Linked DNA regions of Anser cygnoides: region 2 is linked to region 1. The links are chromatin contacts, called in public Hi-C maps. All regions are on one chromosome and are shown on one strand. The core of a region is the stretch at or near the end of the contact, and the rest is flanking DNA. Distances in the headings are between cores, read along the strand shown. Region 1 overlaps CRB2 (crumbs cell polarity complex component 2). Region 2 overlaps RABGAP1 (RAB GTPase activating protein 1).

The links. Hi-C and Micro-C count contacts between places; a contact is called where the count stands out from the background.
Region 2: a Hi-C map of fetal liver shows a contact between it and region 1, with 1.8 times the contacts expected there. The contact joins two enhancer-like sites. A contact is called at or near these places in 4 of 7 Hi-C or Micro-C datasets (fetal liver, granulosa cells and liver).

What each region holds. Positions count from the first base shown.
Region 1 is chr20:1,894,238-1,898,987 of Taihu_goose_T2T_genome, forward strand. The region is part of intron 2 of CRB2 (crumbs cell polarity complex component 2); the gene reads right to left. Among named protein-coding and RNA genes, the nearest start is that of STRBP, 24 kb to the right of the region's middle. Within about 2 kb of position 2,059, at least 1 of the 3 cell types and tissues checked has open chromatin away from gene starts, as enhancers often do. A contact at or near this core is called in fetal liver, where this site is marked.
Region 2 is chr20:2,003,060-2,008,353 of Taihu_goose_T2T_genome, forward strand. RABGAP1 (RAB GTPase activating protein 1) reads right to left here. Exons shown (of 27, transcript XM_048052158.2): 23 at 3,259-3,363; 24 at 2,692-2,775; 25 at 1,863-1,934; 26 at 1,133-1,330; 27 at 1-344. The coding sequence ends at 222. Among named protein-coding and RNA genes, the nearest start is that of GPR21, 31 kb to the right of the region's middle. Within about 2 kb of position 3,077, at least 1 of the 3 cell types and tissues checked has open chromatin away from gene starts, as enhancers often do. A contact at or near this core is called in fetal liver, where this site is marked.

The DNA.
Region 1 (4,750 bases), core at 809-3,308:
CTCATTTTGCTGCCAGGGGATGTAACCAAGCGCTGACGTGCAGAATCTTTCTGCTCAGAACTTTTTGCCTCACCTGTGTGAATGATGCTGCCAACAACTTGCCTTGTCGAAGCAATACCTGCGAACCCACTGCACGGCTACACTGCAAGGAACACAGCTCTTCCTCCACCAAACACCTTCTCTAAGCTGAACACTGCAATCCTTCACAACTACCCACAGTAATTTCTGGTTCGTGTGTCTACCTGCAGGCCGTGCAGTGTTCGTACAACAGAGGCAGTGTAGTGACCTCCCACACAGAACAAAGTAGAGGCCTTCCCGCAGAGGCTAAGATCTCACGTGCAGCTGCTGCTTTGGGGTCTGTGGCACCTCACACCCCTGACGGAGCCGCTGGCTCCTGAAGACCTGGTACCTGCTAGCTAGATTCAAAGAGCAAAACGGTTTAGCAGAGGCTGAACAAATAAAAAAGCTTGAGAGGAACATTCCTGGTGTGTCTCAGTACATTTCAGACAATGTTAACTGGTAGCACATCTAAGAGGTCTGCTGGGACTTAAGGCTCATTTAGCCCAAGCTACCAAAGCCTGCACAGGTCAAGACATCTGCTTCATTATCCTAAGTAAAATACTTTAATCCGGCGTCTACCTATGAGGATATTAGAATTTAATTTTTCAACATTCATGCTTGCAATTGTATGGGATTTTGCCAACATAAATGGCAGACCACTTCTGTGCTGGGCCCTGGGGCATACAGAAACCAATGCAGGTATTAACCAGCTTAGTCCAATTAAAGGACTTTAATGCAACTCTGTTAAGGCCCTGATTTGTTAGGCTTGACTACATTTCCAAAGAAAGAGCACAATTGGGTGGATTTGTTATCTAAAGAATAAGCTCCAAGTCCTTAGTCATCCTTGCTAAAGCCTTCCCCACACTGGCCATGGTTCGTGCTACCTCTGCGCTGCTGCAGCCCAACGTCAGTATAATCTGCTCTTTACCATAGTATTAAAATTAGAGCCAAAGGACACAGCTGCTTTCGTCTGTGTAACACTCATTACGAGAGACTTAAGGACAGCGTAACAGCAAGGCTTCTATTCTCAGCAAGCAGGCAGGAAACTTTGCAAGCCGGAAATGCATGCCAGGAAAATGGGGCAGCAGCAGGCGAGCTGGATTAGGGGAAAAGGGAGAGAGAAGGTCTGGGGTACCCTGCAGAACCTTTCTGTTTTCTATGTTACCTCCTTTTTTGCACACTTTTCACAAAACAATCCTACACATTTTTCTACAAACAGTTCACAACGAATCGCACAGCAAAGTACCTGAACAAAACAGTCTGTGCTTTCCACACAAAGAACTATGCATGGTGGCATGGTTGCACTATTTTTCCTCACACTGGGCTTAAATAGTGCTAACATTACAGACTGGATACTAGAGATTACACGTGTGAGGTGACAGTCAGTACCACAGACAGAAGCTGGTAAAAATAGGGTGATTCCCGCCTCCTGTCTATGCACATAGGGTACTCACTACAAGCCTCACCTTCCCTCCCTGCAGTTCTGGAACCTCACCACCAAACAAATATTCTAGTTTTCTGAACTGAGCGATGCAATCTAACGGGACCAAAATCTTCTGATTTTTTTTCATCAGCTTCCGCCGAGTGTTATTAGGCACAACCCTCAGTGACTGCAGGCCTGGTACAAGCGAAGTTATGCTAGTTAAACAAATTTCCAGTTCCATTCAAAACAATCGTTGGAAAAATCACTGCTTTGGTACACTTCTGCTCTCAATCACAGCCAAAAAGTGCCAGATATATTCAAAAAGACTTAAAGTTCTGGACTTTCAAGCCTACAGACCCACAGACCAATTCTGCAAACAGAAGGGTTCAAAGACAGTTCGGTGATGTAATGCTTGAGGGTTCTCTGGGGCCCAATCTCTCAAAATTTGCTCTTTCTTGCAAATAACAATTACCCTTAAAATCCATGTCACTACTTTTCCATTTGGCCACTAGATGTCCCTTCTGCACTGCATGAATTCAAGCAAAGGCCACTATGTGAGAACAGGAGTTGAGAAGAAATTCCTGCACCACCAGCGCTGTCAACCCAGTGCCACCAGCCACAGCCACCAGCCCCGTGCCAAGCAGCACACCGACCGCTCTGCCACCCACCGCAACACCCACACGCCAGATGAGCCAAGTTTTGTCTGCAAATCAAAACCTCGAAGTTGCTACTAAAAATTGGGAACAATCACACAAAATTTACACTCTCAAGATATGGAAATATAGAAATATGGTCAGAGTTTCTGACCCGGTCTCCCTTTCCTGGCACACAATAATTGATTTCAGATAAAATTGCAGTGTTAAGGCAGAGGAGCAGGCCTGTAAAACAAAGGCAGAACAAACACTTATGGGAATTTCATCGGAAATATCTGTGTGAGTTAAGACTGAATATAGCAAACAATTACACGCACGTGTGCGGTCTGCCTCCTCCCGTACGTGCAGCCCTGAAAGCCTGGCCAGCAGGCGCCATCCTGTGGCAACACACTCTCAGTCCTGCGATGCACCAGAGACCTGGCTCAAACACACAAAGGACCCGTCAGTCATACAGCACAGAGAAGGAAGAAAGCCTCTGAAATCCTGCTTTAACTGAGAAACTGGGACAACACCAGGTCCTCTTAAGAAAAGTGACATCTTAAGCATAAGTTCTTCTAATCAGGATTACCACCCAGTTCTGGGAAGACTCCCGTTTGTCTGCAGGCTACGGAAGGTCTGAGGTTAGGGTTTGAGGGGACAAAATGGAAGCAGACTTCCTGAAGCCTGGAATCAACTCCTCTGCCTTGCGATATCAGCCGCCTGTGCAGAGATCCCCATTACATGTTTCATTTCAGAAAAGAACAAATTGGAAGAACTGGAACAAGGATATCTAGCACACACACAATACTTTATAGCTTCCTCTCCAGCGCGCGAGGCCATTCACATTACATGCAGCCTCGGCCATCGTAAAGACGGAGCCAAGCTTCTGCCAAGTTATCTCCACGAGAAGTTACAGAAGTCAGGCTCTAGCCATGTACGTCTCCTTTGATCTATGTGAGACTCTGCTGGAGTGCTACAGGTCAAGTTGAAGCCCCTTTGATCCTCTTCCACTGCTTACAGCTGCATCAGTGGAGGCGAACCCCTTCCAGGAGGCCTCTCTTGGCAGACGGGGAGATGAGGACGCTGAGCAGCTAAGAGGAAGCAGCTAACTGACTGAGACGGCTCTCAGGCAAGATATTCTGTAAGTAAAGTGCTAGAGCTGGAAGAAGCATGTGTCCAATATGTTGCCTGGATCCAAGAGGGTTTTGAAGTTGAGTATTACCAGGACTTTTTGCTGCCGTTTTTGTCAAAATGATCCAACATGTTTGTAAATGAAATGTCTCTCTTTTTTATCACGACTAGCACTGCCCAGAGAGAGCCTTTCGGGCCACGAGAGGGCAGTGCTGGGCAGTGTTCCGATCTGCCAGCCAAAAACCACCTTGGGGAGGCACCCTTCTGAATCAGTTTGTTGCAACTGTCTGCATTGCTGGCAACCCCGGAGTCCCAGCGCTCCCTAGGGGGCTCAGCAGGCTCCAGGGGAAGAGTTAAAGGCTCAGCCAGAAGCAGCGCAACCTGCAATCAGAGCCAAAGGAAAGGAGTAAGTAATCCCTGCAGCAGAGTCTGGGGGAAAGGAACCTTTTAATGCAAAATTTAGCACTTTGTGGAGGTCAAAGCAGGGGGTGGAGAAAAGGGAACTTTGGGAAAGCTCCCAGCTGGGCCTGAAAAACAACTGCATCTAGCTGCTCTGTGTGAGCATGCAGAGGTAGTGTGCTCTGAGGCAGCCTGGCCTCAAAGGCCTGTTGCACTGTATTTGACAAGTGTGCCACGGAAATTACACCTCTGAAAGCTGCATAAATCAGCAAGCACTGCCTCATTTTCCTTCCAGATGCAATCTCTGTGATCTCTTGCAGCCTTCATGCACACATTATGCTCTGTAACTGGGACTCCACAAAATGTGCATTCTTACCACAGTCGGTAGCAAGGAGCAGAATGGATGCAGACCACACATGTGCCAAATGTTGAGGAGTGAGTAATTTTCTCCAGGACGACAAAGATGTGGGGCTCTCTTTTGCACATTTGCATCTCAATAAACACTCCATTCAATATTCTCACTACCTCCTATTCTAATCCAGGTAACTAAACAGACATGTCTGTCACCATGAAGACAAGGGACAACTCTACTGAGAGCCATTTTCCACTCACAAGCTGGGGACGTTGCCCAGCTCTCTCAGTATCTCAGGCCTGCACACTCATGACTTTCTAGGCCATCAATATCATTATAACCACTGACTGAGCCACAGCGAGACAGAGCAGCAAACATCTCCTAAGTTACCTTCTATTTTAAGAACAGTTCACTAACTGGAGCTCCCACTTGAGTCAATTGTTTCTTCTTCTGAGATGTCCCAGAATAATGGCCTTACCTATACGGGGTGTGCAACAGCTGCTGGATCCACTATCGCTTGGATAAGAGGGTCTGGAAGTCTTCCAAAGATTACTGCAGCATGCACTGGCATGTGGGCAGAGACATTTCATTTTGCTGAGATGCCATACCCTGTGATTTCCATCACCATCCATTTGTCAGATTGCTTAACAAATTTGAAGAATGACAAATACAGAGCTTTACACAACTGTTAACATGACAGCATTCAAGTGTGTTTTCATGATCCTCAAATGGTGCTGCATCCCAGTATCAATA
Region 2 (5,294 bases), core at 1,827-4,326, 110 kb after region 1:
TACATCACCTGTTAAATATCAGTAGTATGAAGATCCCGTGTCTAGCAATAAAGCCATTTTTGTGTTTCCATCCTTTTTATCACTGACCTATTGAAATCCTGACATGCTGTGTTTCTATTGTATTTACATTCTGGTCCTCTCATGTCACAGAATTAAACATCTGGCCAAGGAAGGCAACAAAAGGTGTTGTGTTAAGAAGGTGTGTTTGACCGAACTGCTTTTCAACAAGTCTCTTTTCCTTGGACTCCAGTCACTGTTTTTATAGAGCTTATTGTTCTGTTGAACCATGTTTTCTTTGCAGCTTGTACTTCATTCAATGCCAGACCCAAATGGTGTTCCAAATCCTGCAAACAGAAGAGTAATTTCTTTAATTTGGTATGCATTCACAACACAAAGTTACAGGAGTTAAACTTAGAAGGATGTAGGACATCTACAATCTCTTGGCTACTGTAGAAGCTGAACAAGTCTTACATAAATTAAAAGTAATATAACAAGCAGGTAAAAAAAAAAAAGCTTTGAAAAGCAAAACAAGCCTTTGTTGTTGCCCACAGTGAAACATTCAGCTTTCTTTAGTACATGTAAATCCATTAATTCTTTCTATCTGAGAAGGAGGTGTTCCCACAAAAAGTGGACATTCTACAGACTAAGTTTTAAGTTTCTGTGAAAAGCACTAACATACCAGTTTTAGGCTAGAAGAAGAACATTGTCATATTTTACACTAGTACCTCAAATATCTGTAGTGCTTTTCATTCATGTTTTAAGAAATATGTCTAACATTTGTCACATTAGTTCTTCATTTAACATTGTGAGATAAAGAAATGCATGGTTCAGTAGTTTGTCAGAACTTGGATTTCTTCCAAGAAGCTGCAGAAGGTCAGTCAGTAAGTAATGCACTGCAGCCAGGCAAATGTCTGGAAGTTGTGGTAGCTGGTAAATACAGTTCATGCGATTTCAGTTATTTTATCTGCATACACCAAGTTTCAGACAATATTTGGTTAAATAAGCCATACAGGAAACAGCAGGTTACAGTTTCAACCACAAGGATCTGTTCCAACCCCTCTACAACAAACACGCTTTTCTAGGAATGCAGACACACCATATACACTACAGAATAAACCCCCCAAAATATTACCTGTATTTTACATTCTGCTTCCACAAGCTGCAATTTGGTCTGGGCCAGCTCAAGCTCCATCTCCCTCAGCTGGTTTTTCAGCGTTTCCTTCTCCTCATCTGTGTCCTCATCTGAACCATCCTTGGCTGAACTAGCAACCTTCACACGGCCTTCTTTATTGAAGAACTCCCGGCAATGTTCACAGTCATCCACTTTTTGCTAAAGTAAATACCTGATTGTGAATGCTTGTACTGAAGCACTGACGATATTATCACAGCCTTTTCCTGCCTCTGCTCTGGCAGAGCAGCACAATGTTGAGAGGGACCACTAATGGCCTGCAAACTCTTAACTACAGGGAGCACAGTCAAGTAGGTTGCAGCCATGCCCAGATCTGTGGGCTGTACAAACACTGCTGTATTTTTGGTAAAACTGGCTAAGACAGTGGGCTCTGTAAAAGACAGCCAGAGCAATCTCCTCCAATAAAAAATAAATAAATAAAAAAGACCCCTCAGAACAATTAACATTTATTACTGCCCAGCATGAAAATGTAACCAATATGACATTGGAAAAAGATGACAGCTATCCATCTCTCCTCCAAGATCTCCCCCTCATAATCTTAATTCCAAAACTGTAAGTCAACAATGAATGCTCTTTCAACCATCATTTTAGTAATGACAAATTATATTCTTTCTGTTATGATTTGGCTAAAAGACTTTAACAATGCAGACTGTGGTTCTATCTGGTCTCTTACCCGTATTTTCTCAATTTCAGCTTTATTTGCTGTTTGTTGCTTTTCCAGTCGCTCACTCAGCTGGGAACAAATCTGAAAGCAAAATTATGTTACCAGACCATTTATAAATGTACATTTTCTCCAAGATGAATGCTAAAGCACAGATAAGTGCTACAAGAATGTTAATATGGATTGTTTGAGGGCTCTGAGAAAAATCGGAAAATTGGGATACTACATTAAGCTGTCTCATTCTATACATATTCTCCTATGCCTATAGGAAAAGGTGCAATTTCAACATCAGTTATTGGCCTTTTGTTTGGCCTTGCTAAAGGAATCCAAAAAGATTATGAAAAGCATGGCTCTTCTTATTGTCTTTGGGACAAAAGGCACCAGCCAAGACACCAAAATAGTACCAAAAAAAGTCTAAAAAAAATAAAAAGATGCACGGATTCACTCCCTTGATACCTGATGATCAGGTGCTTGAATTCTAAAGCAAAATTTTTGAAAAGAAAAGACATCTTATTTTCTTCTTAACTGCAATTACCATCAGATTGAAGAAGTGAAGATTGGAGAGCTTTTAGAATAAGCTACAACTTTGATATATGAGAGCCAGCTTGAACAATGTTAGGCTGTCATCGAGGCTGTGGTGACTGGTGATCTACAAATACCTATGTCAGGGGTAAACAGAACGGGCTATCACTATCTCAGCAAAATAAACAAAGCAAGAGCAAGTTTCCTGCTTAAAATAGCTAAAATGTCTCCTCAAATGCATGGTGGAGAAGTCTCCTAAAGTACCTGAGAAAGTCTTGGGATTAGATTGCAAAGCACATAATCATTAAGTTGTTCTTACCTGTTTGTAGTCACCAATAATAGAGCTGTTCTTTTTGATCTCCGACTCTGCTTTATCTAGTTCCCTACGACACATTTCCTTCAGCTGTAGGAAAAAAGGTAAAAGGTTTGTAATATCTGTACAACCTGAAAAAATAAATGGTTGGTATTTCCTCCTCCTCCTTAACCTCAATACTTTTCGCACAGGGCAGTATTCTACAGGGAACAAGGGTCTATCTCACCTACATGGAAACAGGGAAAAGCTGGACTTTGGTGGCTCTCATTGCTAGAAAAATGACTAGTTTAGAGAAGAAAGTATTAAATGTACTGACAGGTGAAGTCCTATGCTGCCTCTCTGTGCAGTAATCTCTGACACAGTCTGCGCCTTCGCAATTTCAAGTTAAAAATTCACTACTCTATGAAGCACCTGACAGGAAAGCAAAGAATTCTGCTTTGCTGACGTCCTTTACACTACAGAAGAGGCACAAACATGACTTCGAACATTACGCTCTTCCCACGCTTGTCACTTTTTTTTTCCCCCTCTCTCTGTACTGCACAGAAATGTGAAAATGACAGAAATGCCCCTAACCTGAGCTGATTCTTCTTCTAGGCGCCTCTTTTCTTCTTCTGCATCAATCAACTTCTGCTTGGTCATTAGCAGTTCCTTATTTAGAGCATCTGCCTTCTCCTCCGCCTGAAACACAGAGAAGTTTACAGCACTAAAGAGAGGATTTCTTGCTGTGCTGATGCTGTGAGGCAGCCATGGGCGGAGGCTCCAATAGGACACAACCAAGAAAACAGTCTTTTAATTCTTATTAATAAAAGTCTGTTCATTGTTACTAATAACAATAGCTGGATTATTGTGGTATTATTTTTATTATAAATAAATAAACATTTAATTGTATTTATTTTTCTGAAAAAGTACCATCTGCAATGGCAAAGCAGCAATAAATTAAAATTAACAGAGTACACCACTATACTCCATCACCCCTAAAGTCTCTCTTGAATTCAGTGATTATTTTTAGCAAAACTGGAGTAGGGCTTGCTCCAAAGAAATCCAATTACAGAATTAAGCTTTGTTTTCTCATCCAAACTGGAAGCTGACCAATACATTTTGAAGACAATGAAAGGTACAAAACAGCTCACGATGCGCAAGATCAATAAACAACTATAATCAGCTTAGACCTAAGTCCAATTTGCAAGCATCCAAACTTGTAATGCAAACAGAATTCATGAAAAATGTCTCTATAACATTAAAAACACACCTCTCTGATGCCTACCAATGGATTTGATACCACCTTTGTGTCACCCAGAAAATGCATGAAAAAATTTAGCTGCCAAAATAAATGTCAGGCTCCTCTCTTTTAAGAAAAGAGATGTCCCACCAGAAAGCATACATTTTTTAACCTTTTTTTTATATTTAGATGTATAGCTGAAAAATCTTTTGCTCTTCATAAGCCGCTCAAAACTACCTCTGCAAAGTAAGACATCTTTTTCCAGTCTTGTACACGGCAGCTCGGTACTTCCCAACAGGTGTACGAATTCTACATAAAAATAGATCAATAACTAAAATGATATATAAAATGTTCAGAGAGTAGCTGTACCATTTCCCTTCAAAGGAAGAAAGTCAGAAAGTGAATTTTAGTCCCTTAAAGTCCTGCTGATCCTTTAAAACAGATGGCAAAGGCAAAGAGAATATCCTTTCATTATACATGGTTTTTAAGGCTGTTTTAAAGTTAAAGAAAACTGGGATGGTGAGAGTCTAGCAACAGCAAAAAAATGAAGCCTATTTTCTGGTCTAGTGCAAAGGTTATTAAGGAAATTCTCATATTCCCAAATGCTTTGCTTTGATCTTTTAGGCTGCAAGATTTCAGACACACCATGAAGGTATTAGAAAAGGTGTATTAAACAATGTCCTTTGGTACTTTTCTTTCACGACATCTGGCTAGTAGAATGAAACTTACCATTTCAGGTTCCAATTTGAAGAATTAATCAGGGTCCTAAAGTAGGATCAAACCTACCTATCTCCTCCTGGGGGATAACCTGAATGCTACCAATCGTTTACCACCTTTGAAGGCATCACTGTTACATATCCACTGGGGTATCTCAAAGATTTTGCTTAATTTTGTTCCTCTCTTAGCTCTCCATTTCAACGAATCAATATAAAAGCGTAACTGGGTTACATGTACTGAAGCAGCCACAAACAACAGCTAAAAACAGATACAAAAAGCTTCTTCAGTACATTTTATTTGCTACAGTCCACCCTCTGAGTGCAACTACCGGGCAGTCTGCGTAGCCTTCTATGAGCTATCTTTAATGAAATAAAAAAGCATAGGTAATAGGAAGTGGACATAGCAATGCTTTGTGAAAACCCTGTATGGAACATACTTCTATGATTTCCACATTTTAACATTATAGAGCAGTAGATGTAATAAACCTGAAAGTCACAAAACAAACCTCATTAAGAGCAACATTCATCCATTAGCATCAACATTTACTATGAATATTTTTCTAACAGCAAGTTTCCAGGAGACCGAGGGAAACCTTAATGTTCTCTGCAGCAGGTAACCTGAAACGCTTTAAAGCCTGTCAACTCTTGCACTATAAGATTTTTGAAAGTTATTT